Linked DNA regions of Capsicum annuum: region 2 is linked to region 1. The links are chromatin contacts, called in public Hi-C maps. All regions are on one chromosome and are shown on one strand. Each heading gives the region's core, a stretch centred on a gene start, on an enhancer-like site or on the middle of the called end of the contact. The rest is flanking DNA. Distances are from core to core; before and after follow the strand shown.

Region 1 (2,747 bases), core at 35-2,534:
AATTAACTTCTTGCATTCTGGCCCAACCTTTGTGAAGTAATTATATGGTAGTGACAAATTCTTCAAGTTGGACAGCTTGCACAGCAGTTCAGGCACAGCACCATAGAACTGATTTTGTGCCAAGTTCAGTATCTGCATCTTAGCCAAACATCCAAATGAAAGAGGTATTATCCCAGTTAACTGATTTTTGCTCACATCGAAAATAGTGGCCTTACTTAAAAGCCCAATTTCATAAGGCAAGCACCCAGTGAGCTGGTTGTTCAAGAACAGTACTTCACGTAATGTTTTACACGCTTGGCCAATGCTACGGGGAATTGGACCAGTGAATTTGTTGTTGGCTAAAGTTAAGTAAAGAACTGGAGTTGATCCCAAGTTAGCAGGAAGTTTCTGCATTAAATTGTTGTTGTTGATGAACAGAACATCAAGGTTTAGCAAGAAAACTTGAGGCGGAACTACCCCGGAAAACATATTGAACCTAAGGTCCAAGAAATATAAGTTCTTGGCATTAAGAACGTTATATGGGAATTCACCATTATAATTGTTGTTGCTAAGGTCTAGCTCATAGAGGTAACGAAGATTGGCGATTTTTTTTGGGATTGTGCCTTTAAACTTGTTGGAATTTGCATGAAAGATTGTTATGTCTGGTAGTTCATCAAGAAAGCCATCAAGAGTGAGGTCAGGGCCATCAAACTTGAATTGATTAAAGTCCACCGCAGCTAATGATTGAACCTTATAGTTAGGAACCACTGCACAATGGAAACCCTTGTACTTGTTACAAACATCAGAGCCAACCCATGTGGTCGTAATGCCAAGGGGGTCATGCTTGATTTTGGCCTTAAACTTTTGGATAACATGATAGGCGATCTCGACACGTTTACTTTCAAAGAAGAGCAATGGTGGTGATGGTGGCGGAGGGCAAGGAGGTTCGGGTGGTGGAGGGGGTGGGGGACAATCTTGATTATCCGGGAGAGGTGGTGGTGGAGAATTACCACCACCTCCACCGATGATTATCTCCAATGTTTCTCTACTAATTTGGCCAAGAATTGGACTAGCAAGAACTAGACAATTCTGAAAGCATATTTGGAGGATAAAAACAATAGAGATAATGGTAGCCATTTGCTCATAGACTGAGGGGCAGTGGATTTGGAGTGATACAAAGATCAATTATATGAGGAGATTAATTGGAAAAATAGAGGAATAGACTAGTATTGGTTCATAGTCACGAGAAGAAAGAAAAGCATTAACAGTACAAACTATTTTGTCGACAAGTAACCAAGTTGTTGCCCTCTCACTTTCACATATGAACATTTTCGTCCTTTTATGACTAGTCAATGATTCCATAAATTATTGTGTTAAAATATTATGAGAAAAGACATCAATTTTTTTCTCGAACTTATTCGCTCAACTTACTTTATCACTTAAATTAAATTTTTATTTATTTACCCTTAATATGTTTAAAGTAAATTTATTTCACCTTCAAAATCACAATCCCAATTTCACAATAAAGAGTGCACTACACACGCGTCATGTCAGTACCAAATTAGTGTCACGTCAGTGTCATTTCATTGCCATGTAAGAAATTATAATTTTAAAAAAAAAAAAGTAATCTCACTCACATACTATGTTTATGTATTTTTGTTTTAAAAAGTAAAAAATATATATGTACTATTTATTTAAATATATATATATATATATAACTATATATATATAAATAGTACATATATATTTTTTACTTTTAAATATATATATATATATATATATTTAAATAATATTATATATATATTAAAGAAAATGCCCTACCCCACCCCATTTTTCTTCTTCTTCAGACCCCCCCCCCCCCCTCTCTTCCAGTCCCCCGCAACCCCAACCCTGTAAATAGGTACCCCCGCCCCCTCTCCCGCTCTTTCTCCCCTTTCAGCCCCACCCCTACCCCCTACTCTTTCTCCCCTTCCAGCCTCCCCCACCCCTTACTTTCTCCCCTTCCAGCCTCCCCCACCCCTTCTTTCTTGTTCAAAAACAAAAATACCCCCTCCTCTTCCAGCCCCCTCCCCTACAAACAGGTTCCCTCGCCCCCTGCCGTTCTTTCTCCCTTCCAACCCTCCCCACCTTTCTTATTCAAACATAAAAACACCTCCATCAAGTTAAAATTAATTTTTTCACTTATTTTACTGTTCAAAAATTGTTTTATTAATCAAAAAATTCAAAAGTAAAAATCAAAATAAATCTCATTGTTGATAAGTGGTTCAAAAATAAAATCATCAATTTAATTTAATATTTGTTCAAATTTTTAGGGAGTTGGATTGAAGGTTGAGATGGTGTTCAATAGAGAAAAAATTTTAATTCGGTGTCTTCATGTTTATTCTTTGGTGGTATTAATGAAGGAAAATAAAAAAAATTAAAGGAGAGTGTTGGTGGAGAATGGATTTGATGTTATTAATGAAGGAATTTGAGTGTTTTTCTTAATGATGTTTTGGAGAAGAAAAGAAGAAAAAGGTGTTCAGTTTTTTTGTTAAAAAGAATTTCTATTATATTTAAAATATAATATTAGTGAAATTAATTTTTGTTACAAATTAAACGTGCCTATTTTTTCTTGAAAATGTCATGTCAGTATTAGGGGTGAAATAAATTCACTTTAAAGATGTTAATGGGAGAAAATAAATGGAAGTTTAGTTTAAATGCTAAAGTAAGTTGAGAGGACAAGCTCAGGAGTAAATCATGTCTTTCCTTATATATTATCAATAAGCTTC
Region 2 (2,700 bases), core at 130-2,629, 150 kb after region 1:
ATTTCAATATCATTTTCATCCACTAAAAACATTAATAAGTATGCATCATTCTTATATATCATTTTACATATCAATTTCATAGATCAAAAACTCAAAAATCAAAAATTATTTTGTATATGATATTGATATATAACATGATTTAAATTTGATCGAAAAAATTAAATGAAATGTAATACACATAAAGAATTGTATATGTAGTGGGTATAAACCTAGTTATCAAATAAATTCAAACAAAAATCATAAGATTTTTTATTGTATTTTATTAAGAATTACATACATAGAGATCCTGATAAAAAATATCATTTTGTAAATGAGATGAATATATAAACTGATTTCAATAGAATTTGTTATATCATTCCTCATTAGTAGATATTGTATCATTTTTATACAGTAAACTTTATAAGATTTTATATTATTTTCATAAATTAAAATCAAAGAACTCCGTGACGAGATAAAAGTAAAAGTAAATTAATTAAAATATGCAACTTGCTCAACCAAATATTTTTTCTTTTGTTGTTCCTCTTTTTTGAGAAATAGCAATTTTCTTCGGCAAACTATCACTTTGCATGTTTATAATAGGTTGTTTCAACGATGATGGTTATTTCGTATCAATAATATATTCGAAATCAACTCACTTTGATTGCTCAAAATACCATCAATCTCAACTTTCTTCTTCTTATTATTCTTGATTGAAGAAGAGGCGAAATACCGCAAATCAAACAAAGGTCTAGAGATCACAATGTGAACATAGGAATAAAAGAAATAATTCATATCAAACTTGAATTAAATCTCCACAAATCAAGTAAAATAATTGAAAAAAGAACAATAAAAGATTATACCTCAGAAAATTCAAACTCCAAAATTCTTTGAAAATTTTAAAAGTGAAAGATAATTAAGGTAGGTGATAGTAATGAAGAAAAAAATATTAAACCAGTAAAAAAGAGAGAAGAAAATCGTGAATAGTTGAAAATATAAATTAATGCTATTTTTCCATAAAGGAAAGCAATGTGTAGTGATAAATGATTTAGAAACAGTAGGAAACGTGCAGGAATAAATAAGTTATTTAATCCATATTTACTCCCTAAGAATATGATAATTGAAAGATAACACAAATTTAGAAAATGTTTTAATTGATATATATCTAATAAATAAATTTTAAAAAATAATCTATTTAAAAAATTGTTACTACCGACAATTAAAACCAGAATTCAATAATTATTAAAAAATATTACTACAACATACAATAAACAATCTAATAAATACATAAAAGATAATTTTCACTTAATATTAATATCAAACTAAAGAAAGATCAGTTCATGGTTAAAGCGATGACAGGTACATCTTTCAATCAGTGGTGTCATCGATCACTACTTGATCGTGAGCATACAAATGTCAGATCAACCTGCCCGCCTCCACTAATGATCACTTCAACATATGATGAAGTGCATGAACGAAGTCGAGGTCAATTCTATCATGTCACTTGCTAAACCTACTGCCAAATTAATGCCAAATTTCTGTTTGAGATGGCTTTGTTTTTACCTAGAACTCAAGAGTACGTTTGACAGAGTGTATAAGATAATATTTAACAAATTATATTAGTAATGGTGTGATTAGTAGTGATGGGACTAATAATACTGAAATTAATAATGTTGTTATTATTTTTTATACAATGTTTAATTTGATATATTGAAAACAATATGTATTGTCATATTTTAAAAATAATATTATTTACAAAAATGCCCTTGACATACTATAACTTTATGTACTTTCTACAAAGATTTATTATTTTTTTTAAAAATTAAAAAAAAATCAACAATATAACTAATAACTTACTTTGAAATTTTAAAATTTAATGATTCACTTGCAAAAATTATTTTTGTTTTATCTATTCTTTATTTGTTCATCATTTATTTGTTGTTCCCACTTGATGATGTTCTTAAGGAGAGAGAGATACATGTAATTTTGAATGAAACAATAGAATCATTGTTAACATAAAATTGTGTTCCATAGAGTGAAAGGTAAGAAAAAAATTATTTTTATTTGTAATATATTCTATTTTCAAAATTAAAGCTTGTATGTAATCATGCAATTTATTTTAAGTTTTGATCAATAAGTACTTTTTAAGTTAATGAAGTAATTTTTTTTATTACTAAAATTACTTGGAGCAATATTATCGTCTCGATAAATTGAAAAGAAATAACTCACATTGAATAAATTAAAAAAGATTTAGAAAAAATTTAAAGAAATTTGAGAGCTTTTTTGTCTTTACAAAATTAAAGCCTATATGTAATCATGCAATTTATTTTTGAGTTTTGATCAATAAGTACTTTTTAAGTGTATGGAGTAATTCTTTTATTACTAAAATTATTTTGAAAAATATTATCATCTCGATAAATTGAAAAGAAATAACTCACACTAAATAAATTGAAAGACTTAGAAAAGATTTAAAAAAATTTGAGAGCATTTTTATCTTTACACATATTTATCAATGAATTGTAATCCATGAACTACTAATCCCACCAAATTAGGCATATACTTTTTAAGTTAACGGAGTCATTTTTTTTATTACTAACATTATTTGGAGGAATATTATCGTCTCGATAAATTGACAAAAAATAACTCACGTTGAATAAATTAAAAAAAGTTTAAAGAAATTTAAGAGCATTTTTGTATTTACTCATATTTATCAATGAGTTGTAA

The links. A called contact is a pair of places that touch in the nucleus more often than the background predicts.
Region 2: a contact with region 1 is called in a Hi-C map of leaf, with 2.6 times the contacts expected there. The contact joins the enhancer-like site here to the promoter of LOC107845650 in region 1. A contact is called at or near these places in 2 of 5 Hi-C or Micro-C datasets (both in leaf).

The regions. Positions count from the first base shown.
Region 1 is chr10:55,175,210-55,177,956 of UCD10Xv1.1, forward strand. It overlaps LOC107845650, which reads right to left and starts at 1,285. Exons shown (of 1, transcript XM_016690080.2): 1 at 1-1,285. The coding sequence starts at 1,116.
Region 2 is chr10:55,327,917-55,330,616 of UCD10Xv1.1, forward strand. No RefSeq gene overlaps it. Among protein-coding and RNA genes, the nearest start is that of LOC107845395, 12 kb to the right of the region's middle. Within about 2 kb of position 1,380, at least 2 of the 5 cell types and tissues checked have an H3K27ac peak or open chromatin away from gene starts, as enhancers often do. A contact at or near this core is called in leaf, where this site is marked.